3 separate regions of the Zea mays genome follow, and all the other regions are linked to region 3. Evidence: chromatin contacts called from public Hi-C data. All regions are on one chromosome and are shown on one strand. The core of a region is the stretch at or near the end of the contact, and the rest is flanking DNA. Distances in the headings are between cores, read along the strand shown.

The links. A called contact is a pair of places that touch in the nucleus more often than the background predicts.
Region 1: a Hi-C map of ear shows a contact between it and region 3, with 1.7 times the contacts expected there. The contact joins the promoter of LOC103628326 here to the promoter of LOC100191152 in region 3. A contact is called at or near these places in 5 of 25 Hi-C or Micro-C datasets (ear, leaf, leaf mesophyll and 1 more).
Region 2: a Hi-C map of leaf shows a contact between it and region 3, with 7 times the contacts expected there. The contact joins the promoter of LOC103628325 here to the promoter of LOC100191152 in region 3. A contact is called at or near these places in 12 of 25 Hi-C or Micro-C datasets (bundle sheath, ear, endosperm and 4 more).

The regions. Positions count from the first base shown.
Region 1 is chr5:87,988,525-87,991,233 of Zm-B73-REFERENCE-NAM-5.0, reverse strand. LOC103628326 (probable inactive purple acid phosphatase 24) reads left to right here and starts at 1,253. Exons shown (of 10, transcript XM_008648546.3): 1 at 1,253-1,466; 2 at 2,109-2,141; 3 at 2,210-2,295; 4 at 2,367-2,491; 5 at 2,597-2,709. The coding sequence starts at 1,253.
Region 2 is chr5:87,918,456-87,921,155 of Zm-B73-REFERENCE-NAM-5.0, reverse strand. LOC103628325 (urease accessory protein D) reads left to right here and starts at 1,440. Exons shown (of 6, transcript XM_020538438.3): 1 at 1,440-1,699; 2 at 1,873-1,947. The coding sequence starts at 1,523.
Region 3 is chr5:88,129,664-88,132,363 of Zm-B73-REFERENCE-NAM-5.0, reverse strand. It overlaps LOC100191152, which reads right to left and starts at 1,256. Exons shown (of 8, transcript NM_001136588.2): 1 at 945-1,256. The coding sequence starts at 1,177.

The DNA.
Region 1 (2,709 bases), core at 4-2,503, 140 kb after region 3:
AAGAGCCGGAGAGGGCACGCGCGACCACTGGCGTGCGGGCCATCCGGAGCAGTGAGCGTGCGGGGTAGTGGGTCGCTGGTGTGTGGGCTCGCCATGTCAGCGTTAGAGAGTACTTGAGTGCGCACGCGCGACGTGTAGGCCGGGCCCACCTGTCTGCGTGTGTTGTTCACAAATGGGCCGCGTAAGAAGGCGAAGCTGAGATGGTCCGGCCGTGGTTTCGGCCCAGAACAGCCAGTAACCCCTTTCTTTTATCTTTTTCTTTTTCATTCTTTTTCATTCTTTTGGTCCTATATTTTCAAATCTCATTTTTGAATTCAAGGCTAAGTTTGTTTTAAACATAAAAAGCTTGAGTTTAATGCACAATCAGAAAAAATACAGCATGAGGAATATTTTTTATATATTTGTTAAATGTGCACTTTAGAAAACAAAGATGCTTCTGAAATAAAACATTAATTAGTTTAAATTCTCTTTTATTTCCCAAAAAGTTAACTAGTACATTAATGCTATGCCCATACACGTCGTTGATATATTTAAGGGTCTACAACAGTGTAAATAATGGTATACATACACGTAAAAAAACATAGATTATGATCTGCAATCACAAGTTTATACACACGTATACATAATTATATATGTACAAATTAATAATTAATCTCTACTACTATATAAGAGGAGAGTGTAGACGTCCACACCCCGGATGGTGCACGGTTCTGCCTCCCAGCCTCCCACGTCGGGCCCAACGCGCAGCTCTGCTCCCTCGCCCTCCCAACGCATGCAACCCAGCAGGCCAATTTCCTCGCCAAGCAAAACAAATATCTACAACATTACCTAAATCGTTCTCTACCAACGTCATTGAGCCACTAGCAAGTTAACATTTGGGGCTGCACCAACGCTTATAAGCCGTTCTCTGCCTGTTTCACTAGCCGGTATGGCACTAACCACAATAGTAAAGAAAGCACCACAAACAATGATGGTGTCCTGGGCTAAAATCTTCATGTGGCCCGTATTCCAGCGATGTTTGGTGCGGCCCAGATAGCAAATTGGTACAGTGTGCCCTCGCTTGTCACTTGCTCGTGATGCCCCCGCCCGCCTCCGCCGCCGCGACAGCCGCTCCGCGTCCTCATCGCGCGTCTGCCCCATCCTCGACGTCCTCATCGCCACACCGTCGCCTCTGCTTTCCCGGCGTCGATTGTGGTCGCCACCTCTGCCAACAAATGCCTCCATCGCGCCGAGCTCTCCGCGTGGCCGTGCCATGAATTCCTCAACTCGCCATGGGTTCGCGCGCGGGAGCTCCTCAACCAACTCCGCCGTCCCACCGTTCCCATTGCGATCCGCCAACCTAGCTCGATCCAACGCGTCCCCCTTAAAAGCGGCGGCGCACACCCGTGTCTCCCTCTCGGCCAACCACCCCACCCCCGCCCCCGCCCTAGCCCCGAACCCTCCTGGCGCCGGCCCCGCGCGTGCAGGTGTGCGACATCCTATCGGGAGGCGAGGGGGCTCCGATAACCATCCGCCTCACCGCCCCTCCTCCGACGCTCGCCCCGCTGTGGGACCTCCGCTGGCGAGCCCCTCACCGCCGAGGGACGTCCGCTGGCGAGCCAACCAGGTCCATCATTTCTCTCTCAGAGTCCCTGTTCCGGCTTGCGCAGCGGCATACCAGATCTTAGCGAAGAGTATGCTTGGAGCACCTCTATCCCCTCCAAGCCTCCATGATGGAGGCCGGGGACTCGACAACCATGGCCTGATTCGCCACCCGCGTGACTGGGGATGATGACGCCCTTGAGTGCCCTTCTGTTGCCTCCTCATTCATCACGGTAAGCCTCCGCAACATCATGCTCGCGTCCCTCGCTCTCCAGCGGAGGTCCATGCCCCACTCACGGAGTTCAACCTCCTTCAACAGGCCACTAGATCGCAGCGATGAGGATGCCCTCGTCCCTGACCACCAGATCGCAGCGATGGAGCCGGATCTGGTTGCCGCTGGGGCATCCTCCTCGCCAGCCAGGTTGGCTCTACATCTGATTTATTCTTCGTCTTTTTTCCCTGCTGGCTTCCTGCTCTGCGAGAAGAAGCAAGTGACACAGGTTCATGCTTTTGCTTGTTTGTCGCAGATGTCCCTGATGGCAAGCTTAAGCAATCGTCAAGTACAAAGACATCCTCCCATGCGAAATTCAATTTGCCCAATCCTAATCCCTTCTATATAGCCTCACAGATCGCAGTGATGGAGCCGGATCCGGTCGCCGCTGGGGCATCCTCCTCGCCGCCGCTTTCACCAGCGCCGACCACGTCCCCGTCGTGGCAAACGCGAGGTACTGTTTCTTAGTTCTCAGGCTAGGAGTAGGGTTTCTTTATTATTGGGGTGTATCCAGCTGGCGTGGTGTGCGTCTTCGCCTCAAACGACCTGGCGTTTGGTTGAATGGGATTTCTTCCTAAACCTCATAGCACCAGTCGCTTCTCGAGTTCCCTACATGACCACTATTGGTAATCATGAAAGGTAATTGATACTTTTAAAATCTTATGTTTGCAGTGTAATCTGAACAATTGAATTGAATTGTGAAATGCACCATCATTGACCATGAACTTGCATTGTCTTCCTCAGGGATTATGCCGAGACTGGTTCTGTATATGTGACCCCAGATTCAGGTGGCGAATGTGAAGTTGCATATGAGTCATATTTCTGCATGCCAGCTGTTAGTAAGGATAAGCCATGGT
Region 2 (2,700 bases), core at 191-2,690, 210 kb after region 3:
ATGTTTATCCATATTTAATCATATGTTTTTCTAATTAATTATTTGTGATAAGAAATAATTAATTTAAATAGAAATCACAACATAAAATATGCTTTATTCAATTTGCTATGTGCAATTAAATTGAATAAATAATATAGAGTATGCACATATATTAATATTGTACCAAAGTTTATTAATTCAGCAAAAATTTATAGGAAAACTGTAAAAAAAATCTCACTCCCGAGAAAACCGGATCAACGAGATCCATCCTTTGACAAGCTAGCATCCGTATTTTTTTACGCACTTAAGAAATTTTCATTTCTTTTTTTTATCCACTCACTCGACCGCAAATGATGGCTGGACCATGCGGAGTGGCGGAGAGGGAGTGCTACCCATCCGCTCGTCCATCTTTTGCTTATCACACTTTTTTTTAACCGCACAACGGCCGTTTGACTCGATCGCTCATGAAAGAGAAGGCCTCTACGAACGCAGTAGCTACTAGATCCGTTTTTCCGCGCAGCAGCTGCTGGCTGCCAGGCCACGCGTCAAGCGCATTTGAAACAGTTGTTCAGGAAGACAGGCGAGCCAGAGTGACGGGCGATGAGGTCATTGTTGGGATCATGACGACCGATGGCCTGGCTGATCTGGGGATCTCAGAAGAGCTGCAAGTTGAAAAAGTGGAAGGTCCAGAGGCCGTTATGGCCAGAGTGAACGGCGAGATGCCTTGCCCATCGGCTCGCGGGAGGACGGATAGTCTGCCGTAAAGCCCGTAAGCAGGGGTCGCGTCGGGCGGATCGGCTGCGTCCACGCTGGAGTGTGCTATCATAGCGATTCGCGCGGCGTGCAACCAGCAGAGCCGCTGATGGCATGCTTTTTCTTCACCGTGAATAATAGAATGGAAAGTAAATCACGGATTCAATCAAGAAATTGTATACCGTATTTCTTGATGTAGAACGGAAGTGAAACCTGTCGCGTAGGACAGTTCGGCAAGGCCGAGGGACCTGTCGACGTGACGAAGAGTTGATGCAGATCTAATCCTACAGTAACGTTAAGGTAGAGCGTACTGATAACATGTTGAGAACTACGTTACCACGGACCACCAGATCCACTCCCTTCCCTCCCGTCAGCAGTAGAGACACCTTCTCATAAGCACGACAACAAAAGAAACACACGAGACATAAGATGTAGGTTTGGGCCTTTGGCCTCTTTATCATCTCCACTCTATATGAGGGGTACATGTTTTATATATATAGAGACGTGATAGCCTTTCCATATAACCCTTCATTAGGGTTTTTCAATAGGAAACACAGCCCGTGTCCGTTCGCGGCCCAAAGCCATTCGCAATCCGCAGATGAGCAGGCCCAAATATCAAATACTTCCCGGCGGCACCGTGACGCGGTGGGCCGAGCAAGTGCTGCGTGGACTGGGCCTGCGTCAATCCCCGAACGAGGCAGATGCGCCTCGATCTGGTTGACCCGCCCGCCGCCCCCATCGCCCGTCCAATCGAACCGCTCTGTGGCGGTGGTGTTCTGGTCAGCCGGCGATGGCGACGCCGACGCCGATGGGGGCGGTGCGGGTGGAGAGGGTGCGGGGGAGGTCGGCGCTGACCCGCTGCTTCGCCAGGTACCCGCTCAAGCTCATCGCCCCGTCCAGGGTGGGCCCCTCCTCCTGTGACGCCGTCTGGCTCTACGCCCTCACCTACGGCGGCGGCATCGTCTCCGTGAGTCCGAGGACCCCCCCCCCCCCCCCCCCCCGCACACAACCCTCCACTTCCCATTCTCTCCGTTCTCGCCCGCTGCGCCGTTGCTGGGCACTCGCGGTTCGGAGATGCTTGCTGTAGCGTGACGGTCTCCTGTCCTGGTGCCGCGCTTGCTCCTGCGCCCGCCCTTGCAGGGGGACACCGTGTCGTGCACGGTCAGCGTCGGCGACGGCTGTACGGCGGCGATCACCACGCAGGCCTCGACCAAGGTACGCTGATTGCTCGATTCAAGCCTGGCTCTGCGCGTCCTGCCTATACTATACTTATACCATGGCTTGTTACGTTTGGTGTTATGATGCTTACCCGTGTATGCTGTATGGTACTGTATACAACATTGACCAGAGAATGTCTGGATTCCAATTACCAGCTCTGTAGGAATGTATGAATTATGATAAACTGGAGCCTATGAGCCTTCTACGTGCACTGTTTAGGCTGGACTAGTAGTTTGGTACTCGTTTCCCCTCAACAAATAAAGGCTTGGGCTAAAAAAATCCTACCTAATGGGGAAGTCGTTGGCGAAGTCACAAGGCCCTCCACTTTTCATTATAAAACCGATAAACCAGAAAAAGATGGATTGTTTTGCGAAAGAATCTTTGGACCCATAAAAAGCGGAATTTGTGCTTGTGGAAACTCTCGAGCGAGCGTAGCTGAAAACGAAGACGAAAGATTTTGCCAAAAATGCGGGGTAGAATTTGTTGATTCTCGGATTGTGGGAGGCATCCGTACCTGGGTAATTTCTTCGTCTGCTCATGGTAGAAACTAGTGGTTGTATGCGGAACACAAGGGCTGGCAAGTTAATTCTCCAAATCTGGGATCTCTGCCAATGGCCGAACACAATTCAAACTGTGTGTGTGTGTGTGTGTGTGGAGGATATGGGGAGGGGGTTTTTCTTTCTACTGTGAACCTTTTATAGTCGAACAAAGAATTAGCTCGCTGATTACTTTCTCTTACTAAGATTGCTT
Region 3 (2,700 bases), core at 7-2,506:
CGCGGTAGCTTACTATACTGGAAGCCTTAAATGTGTCTTAGCGGCAGCCAGGGGTATGACCTTTCTCAAGCGCTGACGGTAGGTATAACCAAATAGGGAATGCCAAATTCATCAGAAACCACAAATCGATTCAGGCCACAAGTAAATTTCCATAGAACGGACTCATTTCACTACGATATGCATGAGTGCTGCTGGTATCTCAAAGAATAAAACTGGGAAGCAATCTTCATGTCGTCGCAAATCTCAATAATTGGAAGAAGCTCAAGCATCCTAGCTACAAAATAATGCATGCCAATTTGTATCTGAACAAGAGAATCATAGTATAAGCCTCTCAGCTAAAAAAGTTCAAGTACCCAAGCACTCTGAATCAACACAACAGGCTAAAGGGAAGCACATTAATGATTCCGAATCGGACTGCACTAATGAGGAAACTGGCACATGTTTTTTGCAACTAAACGATCCAGTCATATCATATTAGGTAGCAGTACTAAGAATGGACCTGCAGTCCTCACCAAACAACCCGTCTAATTGTCTAAAAAGGATGGACGCCTAAAGCAATATCGCACATCAAGCAAGCCGCAGACAACACTAAATGGGGATTTCAATCAACTCACATCAATATGTACACAAAAATCATCACACGGGGTAATTTACTCATAGAAAAACATTCCCGAACTGCTAGACGCGTGGGACAACTCATCACAAAAATGCCACAAAGGGAAGACGTGGGGAGAAACAACTCAGCGCCAATCTCGCACCGAACCGTCTGATGGAGCGCGATCCAGACGCCACCGCAAACGCTGCTAAAGCGACCATTGCACGCTAGCACGCAACAGCGCCCGGCCCCCCACGCCAGCGCGAGGGGCAGATCGTGGGGCAGTTCAATTCGGCCGGAGACGGCAGGCCCAATAGGCGGAGGAGGAGGGTGGGGGCGGTGTTCTCACGACTTCTTGGCCTGCTCCAGCGACTTGGCATGGCCGAAGTGGAAGAGGTCGTAGATGCCGTCGGCGTAGACCCGGATCGGCCTGTCTGTGGGCACGCCCCCCTCGCCGGCGCCATTGGTGGCGGCGCGGTCGACTTCGGCGACGTCCCCCTCGGCCTCCTTCCAGTCCTCCTCCTCCTCCTGCGACGACTCCGGCCTCGCATGCGCCGCCGCGGCCTTCGCGTTGTCGGCCATGTCAGGGAGGGGATGGGGGGTCGAGAAGCTTCGGAAAGGGAAAGGGGAACGGAGCGCGTAGGACTTGAGGGCCTCCACCGAGCTGAGGGAAACGGCTGGGACGTGATACGTGTAACGTGTAGGTTTCGGGCTCGATCGTCTGTGTCACTGTGAGATGGGTCCGGATGTGACGCTGCGGCCCAGGTCAGGTGTCGTTATTTTCTTTTTCGTTGCGATGTCAGATCACGGTCCACCAGCTTTCTCACTCTATAAATATTCTATATAAATATTCTATAAATAGCACGGTCTACAATATAAAAATATGTTTATACAATTTAATAGTCATAACCTCTAAAGGTGTTTAAATGCAAGAGACTAAATTGTAGTTTCATCATATTAAATATTTTGATACTAGCTACAAGTATTAAATTTAATTTACACAGATAATAACTAAACAATGAAGCAAACCTATTAATCATAATTAGTTCATGATTCACTAATACGATGTTACAGTAGATATTTACTTATCATGTATTAATTAGGCTTAACAAATTTGTCTTACCATTCAGTTTTGTATAATCAATTTTATAACCAGATTATATTTAATAATTATATTTGACACGAACTAAACTTTAATCAAGAAAACAAAACACCCCACATCAAAAATAAAATGATGTGTGAGGATGTCATACATGTGCATCATGCATAATCTATAAAACTATGGTTATGTTATCTTAAGACTGTCTTCAATAACCATGTAAAATAGGGGACGTGAAACTGTAGATAACACTATTTAAGAGGAAAGTTTGAAATATGAGATAAGATAGAAGATCTGTTGTAGATGGCCTAATACTCTAGAACGAGTGGGTTTCCTCACAAAACAGGCAGACCACGTTATCAAAGAGATATCCACCGTCGAATCGAGCCACAAAGAAATATGAGATGTCTGATTTACATTCCTCTAGTATATTTAAGACCAACTCCACCAGCTACCCTATTGCACTCCGCATCCATATTTTGCGTGATATAAGACACTATTCATTGCTCCAGCAAACTCTTAATTTGTATCCCTATAATACATGACATGCAAGTCCACTCCCCTTCCCCACATCTTCTCTCTGATCATGAGGAACATCTGCAAATGGTGCTACAAAAGTTACGGGATAATCAACTCTATGCCAAGTATAGCAAGTGTGAGTTCTGGCTTGACGAAGTGCCATTCCTTGGACACATCATCTCCAATGGAGGAATATCAGTGGATCCGGCTAAAGTAAGAGAGATAGTGGGATGGAAGATACCAAGCTCGGTTACTGAAATCCGGAGTTTCTTGGGACTCGCGGGTTACTACCGGAGATTTATTGAAGGATTCTCCAAGATTGCTAATCCTATGACTTCACTATTAGAGAAGGGAAAGGAGTCTAAGTGGTCTCGTGAATGTCAAGATAGTTTCAATCAACTGAAGTTAAGATTGATGCCACCCCTAGTGCTGGTTATGCTAGAGCCGCAGAAGGGATTTTACATATATTGTGATGTGTGCCGCCAGG